Linked DNA regions of Macaca mulatta: region 1 is linked to region 2. The links are chromatin contacts, called in public Hi-C maps. All regions are on one chromosome and are shown on one strand. Each heading gives the region's core, a stretch centred on a gene start, on an enhancer-like site or on the middle of the called end of the contact. The rest is flanking DNA. Distances are from core to core; before and after follow the strand shown.

Region 1 (2,700 bases), core at 108-2,607, 150 kb before region 2:
ATCATGGAGGAGCAGGTCCCAGCCTCTGGGCTCCCAAACCCAGCACCTCTGTGCCCATCCTGGCACCCATTTGGCTCTCTAAGAGCGGTTCTTGCTTCTGGGAGCCCTGAAAATGTGGCAGAAAAGTGTACCATCACTACCAATGACTGTAGTGATCTGTGGGCAAAAGCTGATGACCTGTTTTGTTTTGTTTGTGTTTTGTTTTTGTTGTTGTTGTTGTTGTTTTGAGAAGCAGCAAGATTTATTGTGAAGAGGGAAAGAACAAAGCTTCTACAGCGTGGAAGGGGACCCAAGCGGGTTGCCCTGATGGCCTGTTTTGTTTAAACAAGAAGTGTGTCCCCATAGGTCCTGGGCATGGGCGTGTGAGCAACTGTTTGTCAGCATATGTCTCCGTGTGTGTGTGCCTGTGACCATGTCTCTGAGTGAGAAACAGTTGGTGTGTGGGTATGTGACTCCAGGCACACATATACATACATATATGTGTGTATACATGTATATATGTGTGTGTGTGTTTGTGTGTGCGCGTGTGGGTGTCTCTGTGTTGGTTGCCTGCTTCCTTCTGGGTCTGGGTGTGTGTTTGGTTCTGTGAGCATGTGCGTCAGTATGTTCAGGTAGTGTGTACCGTTGTGCAGATTTCTGTGGCATCACTAAGTGTGTCTCCAGGAAAGTGTGGTTCGAGTGAGTGTGTGTGTCTCTGTGTCAGTGTGTCAGTGGATGTGTGTCTAAGTCATGTGGGTGTCTAAGTTTGTCAGAGTGTCTTCCTCAGTGTCAGTGTGTGTCAATGATGTGTCTGTCTGGGTCTGTGTGGGTGTGTGGGGGTGTGTATCTGTCTCAGGGTGCATGTGTGTGTCTGTGTCAGTGCAGGTATGCCTATGGCAGCGTGTGTCTGTCTCGGCATGAGTGTCAGTATACGCCCATGTCCACGTGGGTGGGTGGGTGTCTGATGTAGCCTTTCCAAGTCAGCAAGGTTGTGTGTGTGTGTGTGTGTGTGTGTGTGTGTGTGTGTGTGTACTCCGGCGTGTGCTGGTGTATATGCCAGTGTTTGTTAATGTGTGTCTGTCCGCGTCCGCGTGGGTGGCCATCTGTGGCAAAGCGTCCCCGGGTCGGCGTGTGTGTACCCCCGCCTGTGTCTGTCTGTCCGCGGCCGCGTGGGCGGTTGTCTGTGGCTGTGCGCCCCCGGGTCAGTGTGGGAGTGTGTACCCCGGCGGGAGCCGGTGTATCCCCCACCTCCGAGCGGGCGGAGCGCCACGTGCGGAGCCTCGGGCGCGTCGCTCTGGGGCGGAGCCAGCCCGGGGCCCCAAGCCCCAGGCCGAGCCCAGGCGGGGCCCGCCCCGACCCCGCCCCCGACCCCGCCCCCAACCCGAGCCCGCGCGCCGCCTGCCCAGCCCGGGAGCCCGAACCGAGCCGCGGAGCCGAGACGGCGGCGGCGCCCGTAGGATGCGGGGATCGCTCCCCCGGGGCCACTGAGCCTGCGCCCAGTGCCCCGAGCCCCGCGCCGAGCCGAGTCCGCGCCGAGCAGCAGCCGCCCACCCCGGGGCCGGGCCGGGGGACCAGCAGGTGAGCGAGCGCCCCCGCGCCCGGCAGCCCTGGCCCGGCCGGAGCCCCCTCCGCCTGCCGCCGCCCAACTTTCCTCCCCGAGGGCCGAAGCCTCCAGCCCCAGCGTGCTCCTCCCCTGCCCGGGTCCACCCAGCCGCTCCCTCCCCGATCAGTGCCCCAGAGAAACGGAGGGGGAGAAGGGGCGCAGATCCGCCCGGCTGGAGGGGATCCCCGGGGGAGACGTCTCTAATCACCGTGCGCCCCCCTTCCCTTCTCTTTCCTTCCGGGTTTCCCGGTGCGCTGTCGAGGGCCGGGGGAGGGGGAGCTGCGGCCCCAGCTTCCCGGTCATCCCTGGCGCAGGCTCGGGGAGGGTCTGGGATTGGGACCCGGATTCCGGAGGCCGGAGACCCCAAGGTCAGAGCGGCGACTGGGCGCGCAGTGAATGTGGTTTCAGAGAGCGGGAGCTGCGGGGGCTGACTGAGCAGGGCTGGATATGGGGGAGGAAGCCACGCACCCCCTTTCTCTGGGCCCAGGGGGAACCGTCCGCTGGGGCTGTCCTCTCTGTGGGACGAGATCTCTGCGCGCTTAGACCACGTAGAGATCTCGGTGCCCTTTGACGCCCTAAAGGGGCCACATCTCCTCTATCTGATCTCTGTGCTTCTCGAAGGGGTAGAGATCTCTGTGCGCTGAGATTGGAGAGAGTTCTCTGCCCCCCTCTCTCTGAGCCGGACAGATCCACGCACCCTGATGGGAGGTGGCTCTTGACCTCTGTGTTATTTGATCGTCTTTGGTGGCGCCCTGGAAGAAAGTAGAGGTGTCAAGCCTTGTCCGAGACGCCAAGGGCTGGTGGGGGCCAGAGGTGTGGGCACTGTTAGTGGTGGTGATGAGGATGGGGGGAAATGATGTTGGGGACAAGTCGCTGGCTGTAGGCCTGACTTGCAAACACCTGTTGGAGAGCAGCGCACAGCCAGATCAGGACGCCATGGCTAAGATAGTGCAGGACTCACTCTTGTGCTCCTTAGTGCCTTCAGCCGAGCCCCGGGCCATGGGATCTATCTCCTCTTAAGGTCCTGGGCCTATGTTCCATTCCCAGGCATCTGCTTGCCTCCTGCTGAGACCCCAGGTGTCTCTCCCAGTGAGCCTAGGCAGTATCATCCCGACAGT
Region 2 (2,700 bases), core at 16-2,515:
AAGTGAAAACAAAACAAAACAAAACAAAAACACAAACACACAATTAGTGGCTCTTAAGAACAAAAGATTATAAGGAAAAGGAGAGCGGTGTGATTTACAAAGGACTGGCTCAAAAGTCTAATCAACGAGAAAATCTCATTTTTGCAACTATGAGATGAAGAAAATAGTAGACAAAGTACGGATTTGCCTATAATCAATGAATAAACTGCAGCTACAGCGTTAACTTTTGAATAAAGACTTGATCTTACTAGTCTTTCACATCAAATTTCCAAATCATCTCTGAAGCACTGATATGTGTGCTGTTGCAAGATGACAGTAAAACTGGTACTGTTTTTCCGAGTGGGAGAAACCAAGCACACAATCAATAGTGAGTCGGTTTCGAGATAATCCTCCCCTGATGCCTTCTCAAATCCTCAACCCACCAAGGGGGTAGTTCTCTTGCTAGATGCCAAGTATCCAAAGGAGCAAGTTAAATTGGCACATCCACAAAGTGTAAGAAATGAGCACGTCTTAATTTTTTTTTTTTTTTTTTGGTCAAATGTAAGGTACTCATTGCAACATGAGTTTTTATACACTTTGGAGAGATAGCAGGTATTCTTCAACTGAACAATGACGAAAGAAGGGCAGTTAACTAATCTACTAAAACTATGTATTAATTTATTCCTTCATTCATACTTACTGAATGCCAATTATGTACCAGGTACTGTGCTGGTTAGATGATGGAGACCAAAACAGACATAGTCTCAAGTCTTACGGAGCTAACAATCTTAGTGGAGGACACAGACTTTTATTAAAACATAGATATCGCGATGAGTAATTTGGGGGAAGAAAGTCTGGCGGGGGTGGCTCTGTGAAGAAAACTAAGATGCCCGGGGTAAGGAAGGACATGAGGGAAGCCGGCCAGACGCGACGTGGGGAAAGGAGGCCGAGCCGGGAGAAAAAAGGTCAGAAACCAAGGGCCGGGTTCGGGGCCCAGCAAACGGTGAAGGCTGTCCGTCAAGCACTGCCATTCACATTCCAGGTAGGAGTCGGAGCCTGAAACCTGGGCCAGGGAAGGGAGGACGGGCCCACAGACTTACCATCCGGCTGCTTCCCTGTCAACGCTCCCTCAGCGCCCTGACTCCGGAAGAACTGCAGGGCCGTGAGCCCAGCTCCCGCAGCGCCCACTACAGCCCCGGCCACGAAGCCACTCAGAAAACGCCGGGAGCCCCGGAGGCGGGAAGCGATACTCTTGGTAGCCATCTTGCCCGAGGTACCGGCCTTTTATCACGGCGCATGCGCGCGCAGGCCGGCCCCCGTCCCGCCGCCCGCCAAACTGAGGGCCTCGTACGCCCCCTGGTGACAAACCTGGATGCCCTGGCGCATCCCCGCTTCATCCCTGGTCCACTGGGCGGGGCGATGGATGGGGAATACGATGTCTAGACGGTTTAGTGGTGTGCTATGTATAGTCTTGAGAAGAAAATGCCTTTAGTCCCATTTAACAGCGAGTAAACACTTGCATATGGTTACACTAAGGTCTCCAGAGCCGATATTCCAACTCAGGTCTATTTATTTATTTTTTTAGCGACAGGGTCTCTGTTACCCAGGCTGCAGTACAGTGGAATGATCATAGCTCATTGCGATCTCGAACTCCTTGGCTCAAGCGATCCTCCTGCCTCAGCCTCCTGAGTAGCTGGGACTACAGGCACGTGCCACACTGCCTGGCTAATTTTTTTGGCAGGAGTGGGGGAGTAGAGAAGGGGATCTCCTTATGCTGCCCAGGCTGGTATCCAACTTCTGGCCTCAAGCAATCTTCCTGCCTCGGCCTCCCAAAGTGCTGTAAGTCCAGGTGTGAGTCACTGTCCCCAACCTTCTCTTTTAAATTGGAATAACAATACTTAGACCATAGCGTTCTTGTGACGATTAAAGGAGATGACACATGTAAAATGTTTAGGGAAGTACCAGGGGCATGTCGTTAAGTGCTCTGTAAATGTTAGAAATGTTTGAGTCATCTCTACTCTTTGTCTTGATAGAATATAAAATCCAGATTGCTGAATGCCTGCTGGCAAAGAAAGGATAGATAGATTTCATGGACTACCACTCACAAATAAATGAGTTCATTTTGCAGCACAATCTCCAGCATTCCGTGTGGACTTAGTTCTTAGTAGAACTTTCAAGTTTCCTATTTCTTAGAAAACTGGTAGGAATAACTTTCATCTGATCCCACTGATGATTCACTGACCAGGAGGCCACTTCTAACAACCTACTGAAGTATGCACATTATTTTGACAGCCTCAAATGGGAAGTTACCCCCTTGCTAGGAATACCTGTTGTGAAGGACCCTGACTGGTTAAGCTACATCAACCAGAGTCCTTCCTAGGGATTTTGGATCTAGTACTCTCTCTGGGTAGCAAAGCTGTGATGTGAAACTCTGGCACTGGGCCAGGCACAGTGGCTCATGCCTGTAATCCCAGCATTTTGAGGGGCCGAGACTGGAGGATCACCTGAGGTCAGGAATTTGAGACCAGCCTGGCCAACATGGTGAAACCCCATCTCTACTAACAATACAAATATTAGCCGGGCGTGGTGGTGCGTGCCTGTAATCCCAGCTACTCGAAAGGCTGAGACAGAATTGCTTGAACCCAGGAGAGGGAGGTTGCAGTGAGCTGAGATCGTGCCACTGCACTCCAATCTGGGCAATAGAGTGAGACTGTTTCAAAA

What was found. A called contact is a pair of places that touch in the nucleus more often than the background predicts.
Region 1: a contact with region 2 is called in a Hi-C map of fetal cortex germinal zone, with 2.5 times the contacts expected there. The contact joins the promoter of SCN5A here to the promoter of EXOG in region 2. A contact is called at or near these places in 3 of 14 Hi-C or Micro-C datasets (cortical neurons, fetal cortex germinal zone and liver).

What each region holds. Positions count from the first base shown.
Region 1 is chr2:100,939,391-100,942,090 of T2T-MMU8v2.0, reverse strand. It overlaps SCN5A (sodium voltage-gated channel alpha subunit 5), which reads left to right and starts at 1,357. Exons shown (of 27, transcript XM_077992192.1): 1 at 1,357-1,557.
Region 2 is chr2:100,785,982-100,788,681 of T2T-MMU8v2.0, reverse strand. It overlaps EXOG (exo/endonuclease G), which reads right to left and starts at 1,265. Exons shown (of 5, transcript XM_077992183.1): 1 at 1,080-1,265. The coding sequence starts at 1,242.